Linked DNA regions of Sus scrofa: region 1 is linked to region 2. A link is a contact called in public HiChIP or PLAC-seq data. All regions are on one chromosome and are shown on one strand. Each heading gives the region's core, a stretch centred on a gene start, on an enhancer-like site or on the middle of the called end of the contact. The rest is flanking DNA. Distances are from core to core; before and after follow the strand shown. Region 1 overlaps IDO2 (indoleamine 2,3-dioxygenase 2). Region 2 holds the start of IDO1 (indoleamine 2,3-dioxygenase 1).

Region 1 (5,546 bases), core at 2,087-4,586, 57 kb after region 2:
TGTAAATTCACGGGCCCAGGCAGGACATAACATCATGGAGACTGCGTTAACTAGTTTTTAGCTGTAACAATAGTCCCTAATCATTAACTCTGGAATCAGCCTTTTGAGACGAAGGGGTGGCCTGGGAGGCTAAAGGAAAAGCCATCTACTTCAAAACATAAAGATGTGGGGGCTTGTACAAGATTTCAAGAGAAGATATTTCTGTTGTGTTCCTTGGTTGAGGCAGCCTTAGGAAACTAACACAACACTCATGGCCAGCCTCTAATCTTCAAATTCCTCATCGACAACTAACTCGGAAACAAACAAAAAAAAAATACCTTTTAGACTTCACTGCTATAGACTGAGACAGAAAACCATCATGAGAAGCAAATATTATGGCTTCCCACCACACATGGAGCTTCAGACTAAGACATGCATCCTTCTGAGTCCTTCACTTGGCACAAACAACATAATCAGTGAATTCACACTTCTTTTTTTTTCTTTTTTTTTTGTCTTTTCAGGGCCACACCCACGGCATATGGAGGTTCCCAGGCTAGGGATCCAACTGGAGCTATAGCTGCTGGCCTACACCACAGCCACAGCAACAGCAGATCAGAGCTGAGTCTGTGAACTACACCACGGCTCATGGCAATGCTGGATCCTTAACCCACTGAGTGAGGCCAGGGATCAAACCCGCAACCTCATGGTTCCTAGTCGGATTTGTTTCCACTGCGCCATGATGGGAACTCCTATTTTTTATGTTATTTTTTTTTTCCTTTTACTGCCACACCCATAGCATGTGGAAGCTCCCAGGCTAGGGGTGCAATGCGAGCCGTAGCTGAGGCCTATGCCACAGCCACAGCAACCTGGGATCCTAGCCACTTATGGCAACGACAGATCCTTAACCCACTGAGCAGGGCCATGGATCGAACCTGAATCCTCAAGGATTCTATGTCAGGTTCTTAACCCACTGAGCCATGAGGGGAACTCCTGAATTTACACTTTTCATCTTACAGTACTCCCAGGCCAACCACCATGTTCTTAGAAAGCCTCAGTGTATTTCCCTATATCTTGGTAAAAAATGTGTTTGTCGACTTACACTCCCCTGTCTTAGAGGAAGAGAAAGATTCCCCCTTCTCCACCCCCTGGGTCAAAGCTCGACAGGCAACTGATTTACTCACAGGAAGCTACCCAAGAGAGAGAACTCAGAAATATTCTAGAAACATGAGGAGGAAAATTATGTTTGTTACTAAACCTGACAACTCTAACCTCTCTTCCTGAGATGAATGGATAACCCCAAGTTACTAAACAGTAGGAAGAGAAGAAGTGCGTCAAAAAGGAGGAGTTGGAGTTCCAGTTGTGTCTCAGTGGGTTACGAACGGGACTACTATCCATGAGGTTGCAGGTTCGATCCCTGACCTCGCTCAGTGAGGTTAAGGATATGGCACTGCGGTGAGCTGTGGTGTAGGTCGAAGATGTGGCTCGGATCCTGAGTTGCTGTGGCTGTGGCTGTGGCGTAGGCTAGCAGCTGCAGTTCTGATTTGACTCCTAGTCTGGGAACTTCCATATACCATGGGTACAGCCATAAAAAGACAAAAAAAAAAAAAGAGGAGGGAGTTTCAGGACTTGAGGCTTCCAGTAAAAACCTGAAGATAAACAACCAGTGCTTTAAAAAATCTGATTAAAGGTTTCCAGTTTATTTACCTCCTAAAAATAAGTTGCTGTGTAAAAGGAACTTTGGGGAAGCAAAGAAATAAACAAATAAAAAAACTCAATATAAGCCCAAATAAATAAGGGAAAACCTGATTCCAGAAAAATAGTTTGCTTCAGTTAAGCAAATGCTGCCTAAATATGGGTGGGTTTTTTGTTCTGTTGTAATTTGATTTTCATTTGGTTTTGTTTTGTTTTTGGCCTTGCCTGTGGCATGTGGCCGAGCCCCTGCAGTGACAATACTGGATCCTTAACCCACGAGAACTCCTAAACCAGGGTTTTTGAGACCAATTGTGAAAATCTTACTCCATGTGCTCAGTATTCTCAACTCAGCCTCCTTCATATTTATACAAAGAGACGTTGTAACCAATATTCAGAGAATCGGGAAATATGCCAGCCAGCTCTTGCTAGGCACAAAAGAAAACTGTTTTGTGTTTTGATGCAATGAAGCTAAACTACTCTTGCTTTTGCAAAAGCCTTTGCTTTCCACCTTACAGGGAAAAACAATTATGTAATTAAGTTGATAACCTGAAACTGACAAAAGTATTTAAAGTTCTTATCTCACTCTTTTCCTAATCATGACATTCTTTTTTTTTTTTTTTTGGTAGAAAAAAATCCCATTACAAAGGTCTCTGTTTTAATCAATTAAAACATTATTTGTATGTTTGCCTGGGGAGAGTCTATAGGTTCTGAAATACACAGGAAGTTTCCAAAAAACAAAACAGAACCTCTAGCCAAGAGAAACCTTCTCAGTCAGGACACCTTATTCTCTCACTTTGAGACTGCCACACTGTAAGAAGTCAATAGCCACTCCTGGCTACCAAGCACCTGAAATGTGGCCATGAAAAATTGACATGTAAGATATTCACTGAAGTTTGAAGACTCACTATAAAAAGAGAGTGTAAACTATCTTAATATGTTTTTTTTCAAAGTCTTTTTTGCTTTGTTTGTTGTTTTTGGTCTTTTTAGGGCCACATCCACAGCCTATGGAGGTTCCCAGGCTAGGGGTGGAAATGGAGCTACAGCTGTGGGCCACAGCCACAATCACAGCAATGAGGGATCCGAGCTGCCTCTGCAACCTACACCACAGCTCACAGAGGCTCTGGATCCTCAACCCACTGAGCAAGGTCAGGGATTGAACCTGCATCTTCATGGATGCTAGTCAGATTCCTTTCTGCTAAGCCACTCTTGGAACTCCCTATCTATCTTGATATTTTTAATACTTATTATATGTTGATAATATTTTGCCTATATTATCCTAGATCAAATGTTATTAAAACTAAGTCTATCTGTTTCTTGGGGTTTTTGTTGTTTTTTCTACTCAAAATCTGGCTGACAGAAAATGTAAAATTACACACATGGCTCTCATTTATACTGGGCAGGGTTGCCTTCAGAGAGCAGGGCTGCAGTCTGCAGAACTGAAGTAACCCCCTGGCTCAGTCCCTCTTGGCTCTGTGACCCTATGTAAAGATCTTTTTCAGACTCTCAGTTTTGGCCTGTGGGTTTGGGGGAAGACAGATTACCGCCCTGCGTTGGAAACTTTTAGCGTTATGCCGCGCACGCGCGCACACACACACACACACCCCTTTCTAGATTCTATCCCGAGTCCATTTTTAGGGCCAAAGTCTGGCAAAGTGCGGACAGACACGGAGATGCTGCCCCCTAGAGGACAGCGGAGGAAGGAGTCCATCGCGAAGGCTGAGGCTCCAGCTGGGCCGGTCCCAGCCCATCCTTCATCTAGGAGCTTAAAGAGACAACCCGCGACGTCCACCGCTGCCCCTTCTGGCGCTTCGGACCCGGGACAGCGTCACCTGGGAAGATCCACATCAGACTGTGTCTAGCGCTGGGGAAGGGATTGGGGATGGAGGAAACTCTAGGAGGATGTGCAAGGAAGCTGGAGCTCAGAGGCTGTTGATGGCAACCAAGACTCGCCAGGCTCACTCCAGCAAAACTGAGAAACAGTCATTTTTGCTTGGGTAGCGCTGTGGGTAGTAACTCACTTGCGTACAAGGTTTTGCCTTCAATAACATCACCTTTAAACCTCCCGAAGAGTCATCTTGAACAAGGAGGAAGCAGGCGTGGAGAGGTGAAAAGACTCAGCCAAGGTCACGGGAAGTGTTTGGACTGGACGTGCTTGGATGGGACTGAACCCACCCCACCCTCACTCCAGCTCAGCTAGGTATCGGATCACATTCCTAACTCCACTGGGTCTGTTTACCTATGAAGAAAACAAAGAGAGTAATCCCCACAGCTACAGGGCTATTATTCGGGGTAAATGGACCAGTTAGCCGAGGTGCTTTCCTAAGGCAGGATTGTAAAGATTGCCCTGGGAGACGGCCCTTCAGTAAATGATAGCAATCTTGGGACTTAGTTATTCTACAACGCTCTAACTAAGCTGTCATTTCAGTGATGGTGACCAGAGTCCAGCAAAATCAGGGGGACAATTTGGGGCACTTCGTGAGCAAAATCATCTGAAATGCCTTCTACACGGCAGCATCTTAAGATCAGAGGAGGAATGGGTGTGTGCAGAGACTCAGGCCCTTCAAAGAAACATAGCCCATCTTTTACACCCAAAGATCCCTTCAAGCCACAGCAGCCCTATGTCCATCCCACTCCTGCAGCTGGTAATATCTGGCAATTCTCTTGAACAGATGCCCCTCTTGAACTGCCAGTTCCTCACGGGTTACAAGGAGCAGCACCTGGCCCACCTGATCCTGAGCTTTATCACCATGGGGTATGTCTGGCAGGAAGGAGAGACGCAGCCCAAAGAGGTAGGGGCAGAGGGACGCCTGTTTTGTCATCCAGCAGGTCTGCGGCACCCGGGGTGTGCTTGCTCTACTATTTTCCCTGAAAATGGGTCCCTTCTGGGTTTCCTCCCTCCTGGGGGATATGAATTGAAGGAAGGGCAAAGGGTTCATTGACATGAAAGATGTTTCTACCTTCTGGCCAAGGGTTACTTTTCTTTAGAACCTGTAGCCCTTTCATCAAGTTTTGGATCTTTTTTTTTTTTTTTCAATTTTTATTTGGTACCCACTCTCCTCCAAGAATTTTGAAGTCTCCAATTTGAAGGCAAGTCCTGAGATGTCATAAAAAATAGAACAGCTTCCTTTTAACAGCGTTTTGTGCTCTTCTACACATCTATAATCACAGTCAGTGTTCACCGTCCCGGAAGGTAAGTATGGCCAAGCTCTGCCCATTTTGCAGACACCGGGGGGTGGGGTGGGGGTAACAGAAGTTAAATTGCTCGCCCAAGGTCAGATAGCAAGTTTGTGGAAATTTCAAGGCCACAACGCAGATCTGCTGCTATCACGTCAGAGGCGCACGTTGCATGTTATAACACCAGTCTTATTTTTGTTTTTCATGTTGTTTACTATCTACCAGTATGGGTCTGTCTCTTAATAATTCATGTAAATCCCTTTTGAATCTTTGCATAACATTTACAGTTTTGCTCTGAACCTTGGGACATGAGATCTTTGAGTTCCAGTAACTGCATGGACCCCTGGGTGTCCTCACAACAGCCAGGAGGCCCTGGCAACTTCTTGATGTTCTTTCTCTCCAGACCCTCACAAGTCTTTTTTTTTTAATTTTAATTTTTAAAATTATTTAATTTTTAATTTTTTAATTTAATTTTAATTTTTAAATTTAATTTAATTTACAATAAATTGTAACACTTATTTACAATATTGTGTTAGTTTCAGGTGTACTGCAAAGCGAATCAGTTAAATTTCTTTTCAGATTCTTTTCCTGTATAGGTTATTACAGAATATTGAGTAGAATTTCCCCATGCTATACAGTGGGACCTTGTTACTTACCTATTTTGTATATAGCAGTGTGTATATGCTAGTCCCAAACTCTTA
Region 2 (5,558 bases), core at 1,987-4,486:
TGCTAGCATGAAATGCACAGTATCGTCACAACGTGTAACTAGTTTGTAAAAATCCTTGTTATGGAAATTCATGTACCTTGTTAAATCCAGGAGTGAAAGGAAAAAAAAGCAATGCTTTGTTATCTCTTCATGTATGTGTTAATATATATATATTCATATGTAATATATATGTATGTAATGTATAGGTAATTATATATAATTACGGACATATAATAACATGTGTATAATATAGATGTAATAATATATACACATATATATAATTACAGAGAAGAGATTGTCCAAGTCATAAAACAGGTGCTATACACAAGCCAGACAGATTCATATAAAGGCTCAGAACTAGGAGGCTATAAAGCCAAAGGCTGAGTTCTGACAATCAGAGATTTTCTAAAATAGCAATCTGGCCCCAGGGAAAAAGCCAAAAGAAAGATAAAGATCTGCATAAGATAAAGATGTTCTTCTGACATCACTCGAAAAGGGATTTTAAAGATGAGGTTATTGCCTAAGAAAATCAAAAGGAATCAAGACTGAGGGTCGGAGTTCCTGCTGTGGCTCAGCGGAAATGAATCCGACTAATATCCTTGAGGACTCGATTTGATCCCTGCTCTTGTTCAGTGGGTTAAGAATCTGGTCTTTCCCTGAGCTGTGGTGTAGGTCACAGGTGTGGCTTGGATCCTGTGTTGCTGTGGCTGTGGGGTAGGCCGGCAGCTGCAATTCCGATTAAACCCTAGCCTAGGAACTTCCATATGCCTCAGGCACAGCCCTAAAAAGCAAAAAAATAAAATAAAAATTACAATAAAAAAAAAAGACTAAGAGTCAAGTGAGGACATAGTTTCAGACATATGAAAATGGTTAAAGTTAGAAGAACTTAAAACGTAGGAGAGTAAAGTATTATTGCTTCTGCCATCAAAGGCAGGACAGATTTCATGAAATGGCTGGATAAGCAGAATCAAGAAAAAGTTCTCTCAAGCCAAGCTTCCTCAAATTCAATCATCAGAGATTTTTTCCAAGACAGAATCATAAGGCTTCATTACATGCCTCTTTTTTGTTGGTGTATTTGGCTTCCATGTAGATACGATAGACCAACATGACATTTTTTGTTTGTTTTCTTCTCTTGGGCCTGGTTTCAGCAGTTTTAGCCTTGGGAACTGTTCATTTTCTTTCCTGGGATAGGGTTCAAATGGGAGCTGCAGCTGCCAGCCTGCTCCACAGCCACAGCCACACCAGATCTGAGCCACATCTGTGACCTACCCCAAAGCTTGTGGCAACACCAGATCCATAACCCACTGAGGAAGGCCAAGGATTGAACTTGCATCCTCATGGACACTATGTCAGGTTCTTAACCCACTGAGCCACAACGGGAACTCTTCCTATGAAGCAGTCATTAAAGAAATGTAGCCATTGTGTTCTCTGTGCTGTGTAATTTTCATCTCAGTTTCCTTTATCTTTACCATAAAGAAAGCATATTCTTGGAAAACTACATCTTTCCAAAAAAAAAAAAAAACGAAAAACAAAAAACAGAATGTAATGGGAAGAATAGCGTGAGAGCCATTCTAGAATGTAGTCACTCCAATGCAATGTACTATTAAAATGTATTTTAAGTACTGACATTCTGCATGACACCACTACATTGTCTTTTTTAAAATGGATATATAGGGCGTTCCCGTTGTTGCTCAGTGGAAACAAATCCCACTAGTATCCAAGAGGATGCTGGTTTGATCCCTGGCCTCCCTCAGGGGGTTAAGGATCCGGTGTTGCCGGGAGCTGTGGTGTCAGTCACAGACGAGGCTCGCATCTCCCACTGCTGTGGCTGTGATGCCGGCCAGCAGCTGCAGCTCCAGTTGGAGCCCAGCCTGGGAGCCTCCATATGCCGGGGGTGCAGCCCTAAAAAGGAAATAAATAAATAAAAAAAATCAAAGTATACTTGATTTATAATGTGTTATTTTCTGCTGTGCAGCAAAGTGATTCAGATCTATGTCTATATCTACATCTATATACATATTCACACTCTTGTCTAAATATTCTTTTCCATTACGGTTCATCATAGGACATTGAGATGTGTGAACATTGAAACACTGTGCATTGTTTTAAGGTACTAAACACAAACTCCTTTTTACTCCTTTTGATCATCAAAAGGAACAACATGGGTTCTTCTGCTTCAGCTTGGTGTATATGATCAAATGATGCCTGTAAGTGACCACAGACCTGAGGACACCCTGACAACCTTTGCTCAATGCAGTCTTACTTTGCATTTTAAAAGGACCATTTTCAGGATGTTTTATCCTTTCTACCAACTTTTGACATATTACAGATGGGAAGGTCTTATTGCCTTCTTGGTCCCTTAGCAGTCGGATGAAGTAGAGATGCAAGAAAATCTTCCTTAAAAATGACTTATTGGGGGAGTTCCCTGATGGCCTCGCAGTTAAGGATCGGGTGTGGTTACTGCTGTGGCTCAGGTTAGAGCTTTGGTGCAACAGGTTTGGTCCCTGGCCAGGGAACTTTTGCATGCTGCGGGCACAGCCAAAAAAAAAAAAAAACACAAAACAAAACAAAACAAAAAAGCTCTTATTGGGAACATGAAGAGGAAAGAACAGTATCACTGTGAACAACCTCAAAAGACTGAGTAAGAAAATTGGGGTTTGGGATGAAGAGATGCTATCTTTCTAAATTCTCCAAGTCCTTGTGTTTTTCTTTTGTTTCACAGTCCCTAACTCTGGGCATCACGGGTGTTCCTTATGGCTGCTGAGTCAAGACGCTAATACAGTCAAAGACCTCTGGGAGATTACAAGAAAGCTGGTGACAGAAATAACTAAATGATGATTTAGCACCTTAGGCGTTGGTCCAATTCACTATTTGAACTTGGAGATTAAGAAGTTCCCATCAAATAAGAATGTTCTTTCTGGTCACCTAGTTTCATGGCTTTTGTTATTTCAGAAGGGCCCCTTCTAATTTCCTAAAGCAGTAAGCAAATGATGTCCCCAGTGATCAATGTCTGAGAAGAAATATCAACTTTCAGTTTCTTCATATGACGAACAGTGATGCTTTTGTGGTTTTATTATTTTTTTTCATCAAATTACAGACAAAGAAAGTAGAAAATGAAACTATTCTAAAAGTGGAAGTAGTTTTTACTGCCTACGTGAAGAGTTGAGGTCACTGGCTATGGCATCCTCTCTAATAAATAGATGCTCTGGCTCTCCTTCCTCAAAGAGCAAGGAGGACCAGAGGAGCTGCCTGCAAAGATGGCACTTGATTGGTGGTCTCCTATGGACAATTCTTGGAAGATCTTTGAAGAGTACCACATAGATGAAAACCTAGGCTTTGCTCTGCCAAATCCACTGGTAAGAGAGGGGACTGAAATTATGGGCAAAATGTTTTTCTTATCATGATTTACCTGGACAAGTACACTTTCCATTGAATGAATGGGTTTCAGCAGGAAAGCAGGGCTAAAACCGGAGGCAGTGTTTTAATAAAGGGATTTCACTTAACTTTCTAAAAGTTCTCTACCTAGAAAATGAGTCTTAGGGGTACTTCATACTTACCTTACACCGTTATAGAGATGGGTGAGAAAAGGAAATTGTGGAAATATTTTGGCTTCAGACAATGGCATGGCAGGGGGCATTTTAAAAAAGAAAAAAGTAATAAATGACTGATGAGTCAAAGGAACCACATTTCTCAGTTAATGTACCTTAGATTGGGTGAAGTCTGCGTCCCTGTTTTGATAATATTTTTGAAGTGGGACATCTAGCAACCTTGTGTGGTATTATTATTATTAATATTGCCAGGTGGTTATCAAGCCCACAGAGTGCAAGACATGCAGAATAAAGGTGTACCTTATAATTACCTTTTCTAAGTTATCTTCCAAAGAACACCATGAAAAGCATCTTATCATTAACACTTTAATCACCAAACCACTCCTGTTGCATTTTTTTTTTAAGCAATTTACAGATACTAACTTTGTCCATCTTTACAACCAGCCTGAAAGGTATGTATATCAATCTCATCATCCTGATGCGAAATATAAGCCATGCAGAATTTAAGTCATTATTGGAACTCACAGAGCCTGAAATACCAGGGCTTGGATGTAATCAGGCTGGATCCAGAGCCCAAGATCTTAAATCTAGTGCCTATTATGCTACACTGCCTCACTTAAGAGAAGAGAATACAAGGGGTTGCTTTTTTTTTTTTTTTTTTTCCTCCCTACTCTTGGGTTTAACAAGGAATAGGAGATTCCAAGAAAGGATTTCTAGGAAACAGCTACTTGTTGTGACAGTTCTGTATGACAATATGCCCCTATTTGTGGCTCAAACAGAATGCACTCCAGAGAAAACTTCAAATTCAGCAAATATATATTTTAGTCAGATTCTAATCTAACTGTAGTTAGAAATCATATCTTGTAAATATCTTGCATAAAACAGGCACATCTAAAGCAAATTCTTGGTTCCAATCTAATTTCCTCTTCAGATTCTTGTTAATTCCAGAAAAATGAAGCATATGTTTTAATTTGACTGCTAAAAGCACTTTTACTTTGTATTTGCAAATCAATAATATTCAGACTTGTCACTTCTTCATGTAAGCACACAGGGACCAGGATGCAATGTTTCAAGGATGTACTATCCATGGTACCAGGAAAAAAAAATCTTTTTCAGAAGCTGCAAAGCTTCATGTCAAATATATCATTCCCCTCCTCAAAAGTCAATTCTCTCAAAAAAAATAAAATAATCATGGTAGTTCTGTAGACCTTGAAAACACATTCCAAGGATTAAAGCAAAACTTCAAAACTAAATTGAAGCAAAACTCTTCCTGAGCTACTTAAATAATGCTGCTACTTAAAATGCTTAAGAAGTTAGATTTGTGTCTTGAAACATGAAAAAAAACCCAAATTTTATTTCTTCACTGAAGATCTTTCCTGGAAATTATAGGTTCAAAATGTTCAATTCATCTCTTATGATCTATCAGCTTCCTATTCTAAAGGAAAATAATATGTCTTCTTATTCCATATCCATGCAAAATATATTCTCTACTCTAACAGGAGTTGAACAGCCCTCTGTGTTATTCTTTATTAATTGATATAATATCAGTTAGGTATTCTCTGAACCAGAAGTATATTACTGATTGAATTTTGCCTTTGTTGAAAGCTTGGTCCAATAGGACACTAATCATGACACATAATAAAGTATTTCTGTTACTTGGGGGAAATAGCAACAATCAAAAATTTGAGTGTGCCACACAGTGAAACACACAGCAACAAAACTATGTATGCATTACTAAAAACACTAAAACACAGTATTTGTGTGGTTCGGCAGAAAAATTCAGAGTAAACAGGAAAGGTGACTTTCTGATGAATATGCTGCCTGAATTTTTCATTGCTAAAAATCCTCCCTGACAGATTAAGTCCAGCCAATTTTCTGCAGCCCCTGAACATGCTTAAATCTTCTATTACATTTGTCTTTGGGGTTTATAGCTTACCTATAATATCAACTTGGTTTTGCAGCTTAAAGCCTCACTCCTGTTGGTTTGCGGTAAGCCCCTGATTTGTATTTCATCCCTATAGTTCAGGGTGG

Evidence for each region. HiChIP or PLAC-seq counts read pairs in DNA pulled down with a chosen protein or histone mark.
Region 1: an H3K27ac HiChIP or PLAC-seq map of alveolar macrophages shows a contact between it and region 2. The contact joins the enhancer-like site here to the promoter of IDO1 in region 2. A contact is called at or near these places in 1 of 5 promoter capture datasets (liver), 19 of 47 Hi-C or Micro-C datasets (adipose tissue, alveolar macrophages, embryonic fibroblasts and 11 more) and 1 of 2 datasets of contacts at active chromatin or transcription factors (alveolar macrophages).

Annotation. Positions count from the first base shown.
Region 1 is chr17:9,298,990-9,304,535 of Sscrofa11.1, forward strand. It overlaps IDO2 (indoleamine 2,3-dioxygenase 2), which reads left to right. Exons shown (of 12, transcript XM_021077736.1): 3 at 3,307-3,868; 4 at 4,097-4,208; 5 at 4,341-4,460. The coding sequence starts at 3,828. Among named protein-coding and RNA genes, the nearest start is that of IDO2, 25 kb to the left of the region's middle. Within about 2 kb of position 3,337, at least 10 of the 83 cell types and tissues checked have an H3K27ac peak or open chromatin away from gene starts, as enhancers often do. A contact at or near this core is called in adipose tissue and alveolar macrophages, where this site is marked.
Region 2 is chr17:9,242,047-9,247,604 of Sscrofa11.1, forward strand. It overlaps IDO1 (indoleamine 2,3-dioxygenase 1), which reads left to right and starts at 3,237. Exons shown (of 10, transcript NM_001246240.1): 1 at 3,237-3,335. The coding sequence starts at 3,237.